Linked DNA regions of Drosophila melanogaster: region 2 is linked to region 1. Evidence: chromatin contacts called from public Hi-C data. All regions are on one chromosome and are shown on one strand. The core of a region is the stretch at or near the end of the contact, and the rest is flanking DNA. Distances in the headings are between cores, read along the strand shown. Region 1 overlaps simj (simjang). Region 2 overlaps Mob2 (Mob2,).

What was found. A called contact is a pair of places that touch in the nucleus more often than the background predicts.
Region 2: a Hi-C map of the Kc167 cell line shows a contact between it and region 1, with 3 times the contacts expected there.

The regions. Positions count from the first base shown.
Region 1 is chr3L:10,671,468-10,675,574 of dm6, forward strand. The region is part of intron 1 of simj (simjang); the gene reads left to right. Among named protein-coding and RNA genes, the nearest start is that of simj, 8.8 kb to the left of the region's middle.
Region 2 is chr3L:11,541,184-11,545,374 of dm6, forward strand. All of the region lies in intron 1 of Mob2 (Mob2,), which reads right to left. Among named protein-coding and RNA genes, the nearest start is that of mir-4968, 9.4 kb to the right of the region's middle.

The DNA of each region.
Region 1 (4,107 bases), core at 1,519-4,018:
TGTGTGAACATGAAACCTTGGACGGGAAATTAGTTTTAGCCACATATGAGAGTGAGTGACCCAGGCCAGGAAACTAACTACTCGCTGCATATGAGCGACCATTAATATTACGCAATTTTAATGAAAATACCAACGACGACGGCAATGGCAATTAGCGCAAATATCATTGGCAGATGGGGAAATTGTTTTGGCCTGGGCTTTGGGCACCTCAAAATTCAATATTCGGCAATTATTTATGAAACTGGCTTAGTAGTCAGACCCAGGCCACCGAAAATCCAACTATAAATTGAAAGCGCAACTGTACCACCCACCTGCAAATGCAGACTGGTGAGGAATCCTAAGCCGAGGGGTTGGGCGCTGGATGGTTTTGGGTGGCTTGGGTGGTTTGGGTGGCTTGGGTTGCTTCGTTGGGCATTTGTGGGCGGTTGGGGGTGGCGAATTTTCGGGTGGAGTGGGCCGGTCGCCACTTCGATTTTGCGCGTTTGGCAATTATGTGGACATGTGTCTTGATGTGCCGTCTATGTGTATCAATATATATGTATATATTTATATATATACAACTTCACTTCTGTAGCTCCAACCACTAGCATCTGCACTTTCATATCAGTACGATTTGGATTACATACATGGGGGAATTCTTCTTTAAATTGGTAAGCTTAACCCCACGCTTATGAAGTAGTTTTGACATAGTTCAGTTGGTCAGCAAGTGGTTCTTTAATTGTTTAGCACGTTGCGTAAACTATTATGTAATACTTCTTTTACTAGGCATTTACATTCTTAAGAATGTGCATATTTACTTTATTGAGATGTGTCTTTTTTCGAAGCTTTAAATTACAAAAGTTTTTAAGTTATGATGACAGATTTGATTGAATTTTACTGCAAAGTTGTTTAGACACGTCGCAGTTATGGGAGTTCGACTGTATGTCTCGTGAAAAGATTTATATGTGTGCTGAGGTAGCGACATTCCCGCCCCACCGAACCACCTCCAACCCGGATTTTCGTTCATAGTTTTGTGCCACCAGAAACACGCCCAAAACCAAAACCCAAAACCAAAGGCAATAACACCAACAACTGAAACCAGAGCAGCGACCATTGTTGGGCGGCGGGGGTTGAGGGGGGTTGAACCATCACCAACCCCACCCACTTCGCCTATCTGCCACCCCCTCCAAATGCCCCACACCCCCTCGCTGAAGAGTTGCCTGCATAAAATATTTCTAGATACACATTTTTGTGTTAGGGCAAAAGGCAAAAGAAGAAGCAGGCAAAATAAAAAAAAAAAAAGTTACCCAACATACAGACAGGTCAAAAAGGGGGGGAGGGGGTGGAGGGTTTTTTAGGGGGTGGCACGTGGGTGGCGCCATCGGGCTGTGTTGCTATGTGGGCGTAACCTCAGGGGAAGTGGGGACTTCGTAACCGGCGAATAAGGGAGCCCAGACGTAAAGGCTTTCCACGCTCTTTCCCTTCCTCGTTTTTTAAAGCCCATTTTAAAGGTTCGCGAAAAGTTTCTAGAACAGCAGCCGCCCACTTGGGGTTTTTCCCCACCCCCTTTTGCGGCGCATTTTTCCCTCCAACTTGGCGGGGGAACCGCATTAAGTGAAGTAACTTGTCGAATCTGTTTTTCTTCTTGTTTCCTAATGGCACTTTTTTACTCGAGGGTTGCATTATTATCATGAAAACTTAAGAACAACTTGGAAGCCTTTTCCAATGTTTTTTTTTAAGGAGAGTTTCTTGTAACTAGTAGCCTATCAGGTAATACCCATTTAATTAGTTAATATAATATAATTTAAAAATGTGCGAGTTTGTCTAAGATCTCTATAATATTCCATGCTTTTTATCCAAATTTTCCCATGTTATTTCATAATTCATGAACCTTATTTAAAACGAAATATCATATGGGAATGTATTTAGAATCAGTTCATCCCTGCGAAAGTATTTAATATTTTTCACTAATCCGTTTTAATAGGCTATAATAGATGATTTAAATTGGTTCTTAGCATTAATGGAAATGCATTCATAAAAGAACTATGTACATATCCACCAAAAAGTAGAAATGAATAAATTTGTTGCTGTAAGGATTGCTTTGGTGAAATTCCCACGAGGATTAGTTATTATAATCACTTGCTGTTTGTATTTGTTAATATGTGCGTGGTGATTTAACATTTTTTTTTATATGTGAAGCGTTGAAGAACAACAAATAACCGGTATCATTTAGTCGTGCAGCTTAACTAACAAATATGTGTTATTCTTGCTGCTTTTTGCGCTGTTTTCGGTGGTTGAAATACGTGGAAAGTGCGTGGCATTTGCAGGTTAAGGCAACGGGTGGGTGTTTGAACTCGAAAAAGGGGCGGGGCAGTAGAAAATACCACCCACTGTCTGCGTGTGACAACCCAGCTTGTTTGTTGAGAATCGTTGGGATTTTCATAATTTTGCAACCATTATGTAAACAACAAAGCAGTTTCTTTCCATCGACGGTTCTTGCAACATGGAAATGAACATTATAACTACTGGGTGATGCTAAAGTTTTTTCCGGTGCTGCTGGCACATTTGATTGTCGATTCCCACCTCAGTTTTCAAATTGGTTCTCTTTCTTGTGGTTTTTTGTTTGAGACCATTTGTTGTTGCTTGGGCTATTTGGTGGCTCTTTAATTGCCTGATTAGCTGTCCCGATGCTTGCACACACAGCTGTACATAGCGGTGTCCACTGTACATGGTATATGGTGTATATATATATATATACACGAAAGTAGAACCCAAACGGCGGAATCTATGTGTGTTTGTTTGGGTGTGTGTGTGTGTGTGTTGCGTGTGCACACAGGCAAACATTCCATGCCCGTGTATATAAGGCTGCTCGCTCTCTCCCTCGCTTCCTCTCTCACTCACTCTCTCTCGCTTTTTGTATCGGTCTGTCGCCTTCTCTACCCGATTCCACCTATACGTCAACCTCCCGTCCGCTCTTCTTCTTCCGCCGATTCGACATCTTGGGGCTGCTGCGCTTCGGTAAATTATAATTTATGCACATCCCGATGTGGTTAACATTTTTTAATGGCCGATTTTGAAGCACATTTGAAGAGTTTTGAAAGGCATCAAACTACTCAGCTGCTAAATATTCATCATAATTCAAAAGTTGTGATTGTTGTTGTTGCTTTGGCATAGCTTAGATACTTATCCCGAATATCTCTTATATCTTATGGGAAAGTATCTATTCACTTGTCTCTGGATTACATGTTTCAATGGCCTATATTCCACGCATTTGATGTTTTTTTTTTTTGTATTTGTCTGTTTTTAAAAAACCATAAATCTTTGTTGGGAAATATATCAGATACTCCAATTACAATGAATTTCTTTCATTCAAAAAATATTCTTCATTCATATTGAAATCAATAGCATAGTCATATAGTTTATTATTTAGATATGAAAATAATTCGTTGGCTTGTGCTTTTTGTTAAGAGATGGTTAAGAGATGTTAGGATATCTGTTATTAAATACATCCTGTTGGCGGTAAAATATATTTTCATTGTCCTCGACCTGCAGTTTTTTCGCTGCTATTTAAATGGGCAGCTGTCAGCTGCTGCGCCCCTCTCTATCCCTCTCTGTCTCTCCCTTTCGCACAATGTCCGCCCTCTCTTTTTCGCACATTATGCATTGCCTCTCAATTTCATTTAGTTTTGTGTGTTTGGTTTTTGTGTTTTTCTGCTATCGCCCTCTCGTTCGGACATTTGCTTTTGGCCGCTTGAGGCAATTGACCGTTTAAATGACTTTTCTGTCGATTGTTGTTTTTTTGAAAATGCTTCTTATTTATCTTTGAAAGCTAAAACAGAGTTGCCATCTTCGATTATGAATAATTTGTAATTTATGGCCTTATTTACGATTGTCATGGTCGTAAAGTTAAAGTTGTATGGAAAATGAAGTACAGTTGCGAAATTTCCGAAGTAATAGTATTATTTACCATATTTGATTGCTAGCGATTTATGCACTGCTATAATAACCGCTGTAACCGTTAAACAAATACAATGGTAATGAAACATGGTAGTAATTATCAATTAGCACCACAGTTCTAATAGTACTGAAAATTGTTAGTGATTAATTTCAATACACGTACTTGCGGTG
Region 2 (4,191 bases), core at 973-3,472, 870 kb after region 1:
TAGTGGTAATTATAAAAAATTGAAATACTAGTGGGCATTCACAAACTAGACCATAAATCATTCTAGGGATGGAATAACTAACTATTAAGTAATATACAGATCGCCTGGGAAACCTAACGTAGTTCATGCTATAAAGTGATGAAATACCTATGAAGTAACCAGTCTTATTATTGATTATAATTTATAGAGTCGTAAATTTAATTGTTACTATTAAAGCCTGCATGATATTTTTAAGTGACATGCGGATGACAAGAATAGCCTTTAAATCTGTATTTTTGTTTCCAGTTTTTGAGATATGCTAATAAGCAGTAAGAAACATGCTATACGAAATTATCCCAAATGGGGTAATTAATAACACGGCAAACAATCTGATTGACGCAACTGACGCATTATTAACTGGAAACCTTGGCTACCTAAATGGGCGAAAGATTGGCACGACTGCTATAAGACCGGATTGTGAAGGGGGGGTTACCCTCCACAGCGCTATGATAATCCCAGCCGAATCACAAATCATATGGGTTTGTTCTATTGTTAGACGATTTATATTATAAATTCAACTCAAATGTCAGTTGGAATGAAGGGGAAATAACTTACGCAACCAATCCGCCCAAGAAGGCAACTGGACCGCCGCCGATCAGGCGGATCTTTCGATGACAGGAATCGAAGAGGGAGGTTCGGGTGGGCGCCTGTGAGGTGGGTGACATGATGATATGGCCACCACTGTGGTTGTTGTTGCTGCTGTTGGTGATGTTGTTGGTGTTGTTGTTGGTGTTGTTGGTGTTGCTGCTGGGATAATTCCGATCGCTAATGAGCAGTTGTTGTGCTGCACTGGCTTTCCACGCTTGTTGTTCACTTGTTTTGCAATTGTAATTACCACTGTAGTCGTTGTTGTTGCTACTGGAGTGTCTGGTGTTTTTACTGTTTCTATAATGAGTGTTGTTATGATTGTTAATGCAACTATTAGACAAACTGTGGCTGCTGCCACTGGTGCTGCTGTTGCTGCAGTTGCTGTTGATGCTGTTGATGCTGCGGCAACTGTCGTCGTCGTCGGTCGAAGTTGCCAGTTGCTGCTGCTGCTGTTTTGGCTTCTTGTTGCGCCTCAGTGCTGCTGCGAAATTGTAGCTGCTCGACTCCTTTTTCTTCTTCGACTTCTTCAGCAACTGCTCAGAGTTTGAGTTCAACGTTGTGGCAAGATACAATAAACAATTGTCGCCTTGCTGATAGGAAGAAGTTTGCTGCTGCTGCTGCTGCTTGAAGTAATATTCTGTGTCATGTGTCGTCTGCTCTGCTGCTGCGACTTTTGGCAACTTGTGTTGCTGCTGCCGGAAGCGTTGCAACAGCGTTTTGCGCTGCTGCTGCTGCTTGCCGCCTGGTGTTGCTGCTGCTGCTGTCGATGTTGCTGCTGCTGCTGCTGCTGTTGTTGTTGTTGTTGTGGTCGTCTTCGTTCCGAAGCCGATTTGCACGATGTGCTGAGTGGGCGCTCTCAACATTATTCACTGTCACTTTTGGCTTTTATTCATTTGTCACTATAATTCACTTATTTGTTGTTGCTGCTGCTGCTGCTGCGACTGTTAACTGATTTTGCACACATTTTAATCTTATTCAGTTCGTTTTTTTCCATCTTTCACTCTTGTTTCAGACAAACTTTCTTCTAAATGAAAATAAAACAAATATGGCATTAGGTTTCGGCCCGAACTTTCAACTTCTTTGGCCATTCCCTTTTGCGTTGCTTTGGCGAAATGGCAAAAAGAAAAGATTGTTAACTTCTCGTGCTTGGCTAGTATGTACATATGCATGTGTCATTCGTCGGCTTTAAATTTTTCCACAAGAACTGCACAGTGGACACCAGCTACATTGAACCTGTTTCGATCATATTTATTTATATCTGTGGCCAAAATAATTGTTGCACGTAAATAAGCCTGCGAGATGTCATTCTAAATATACGAAATCGATTTGACGAAAGTCTTAATCCACCTAATCCCACTGGATTCGAGTAGGCCAAACCAATTTTGTAATTTTGTAATAAATTCTGGTTTCGGTAATCTTCCACAGTGCGATGGATGGCAATGCCATACCCCATGTGCCATTAGCTTTTGTATTTATTATTTAGTTTTAATACATATAAATGTGCGCGCTACCCGGGCATAAATCCCCCATATACATATATTTCAATATATATATTTGTGTGCATATATATTTGGCGTTAGAAAACGCGATCGCGTGAGTTTTTCGACTCGTTGCGTAGTTCACACAAAAAAACAAAAACAAATGCAAACAAATTCGCAATGGTGAGTGATTTGAGTTGGCGCGCGTGTTTGTGTGTATTTGTGTGAGTTGCTAAGCTAAAATCCGCTTATATGTTAATTAGATTTACTAAAGAAATAAATTATAAGTTTCTTCCTTTTTGTGTTGACTTGAACTTTAGCAGCTTATTTGTTTGACTTTTTCTCTTTCCTGCACTTTAATTAATGCAAATGCTTCCAAACACTCGAGGGAACAGCAAGTTTAAAGATTTAATTGTACAAATAAATGGAGAAATAAAACAAACAAAACCCGCGTTGCCCCTTACGTTTCTGAGTTCCTTTTTATGCATTCAATTCAAATTGTCTCTTATTTATGCGTTTTTTTTTAAGTCATACTTTAAGTTTTTAACTCTGGCACAGGCCAAAAGAAAAAGAAAGTAAGAGGCGGCGTCATTCGTAGCTTACGCAATCGCTGGCAAAAAAAAAAAAAAAAATGAAGCGAAACGACAAAGTAAAATTAAAACACATCATTAAAGAAGAAGCCCGGGCCAAGAAATGGGCTGGGTCTTTAAGAAACTGGAAAACCTGATGCCTCAAAGACGAAGGCGAAAAAAAAGTAAACTGACTGGCAGAGAGGCAGTAAAAAAGAAAAAACAGGAGTCGGGCAAGCGATAACCTTCACCCAAATACCCACATTTAATGGATTGGGTCCACCCTAGCCGTGTTCAAAAGAGAAGGGCCATCATCTAGCCAGAAAGGCCAAATAGATTGCAACTTGATTGAATGGCGGAACATTTGAAACTATTTGCTAAATGCAAATCGATACGATACGATGATGGCAGTACATTATCCCAAAAGGATGGCCATTCAAAAATCAAGCAGCAAGGACGAATTTAGTTTGATGGATGTAAATTGAAGTGCGAAAGATTTATACTTTTAGCATTGAACTTTGAGATAAGTTGCTTACTTTTTATTCCGCTTAAATATTTTTATTATGATTATCATACATTCGTATTACGATTCCTTTTAAATATTTTGTTTACAAATCCAAAGCAATATAAATTTGTCAAAAACAAGCAAATATATATAATAATTTGTCCCAAAATTGCAGTACTTTTTCCCCACATTTAACAGATTAAGCCCTGCTGGTCGTCAGCTAAGCATAGTAAGCCCTGCTCAAGTTGGCGATTACAGTATCGCAAGTGTACACATCTACGAACGAGTATGACACATGGATTTCAGATTTATGAATATGCCACAGAATTTCCCGGCACATGACAAACAAGAAAGAGCTTATCTGACATGAGGCAACGTGCCCGATGAGCGAATTCAGTGATTCAGTTGGCACGAGACAAGCGAGATGACGACTTAAATACGGATGGTAAATGTACATATATACATCCATCCATACAGATATGGTAGGTATATAGAAAACTATCTGCCATTGAGCTAGCTTGGAAAAGTAAAAGAAATAGGTGTGAAAAATAGAATGGCCTCGGTTTTGACACCTCCCCACCTCGCCGAGGGTCTTGGGAACTTTCACAACTGGCGAGTAGCCGAGATTAAATTGCCTGGATGGATGATGATGGGTGGTGCCGGACAGCATCGGGCTAAGAAAATCGAAAGTACGCCTTATGGATCGGCGACTGTAAGACACTTCTAGTCCACAATGGCCATGTAAAGGGGAGGGGGGGAACTTTCTATTACACTCTTTATTAGCGAATTACATGCATGCAATTCTGGAAACTTTTCAGCCTCGTCATGATGCCATTTGTATTGCCATTTTGAAGGCAACGTGCCTTGGCCATATAAATTGCTAGAATTAAGCCAAGCCGGCAGCCATGAAAGTTTCCATAGAAAGCCGAGTGCAAAAGCGTAAAACAAATCTTCTTCGCGCGATGTGGAGGTGATCACGATGATGATGACACTTGGGATTTTTCGAAACTCC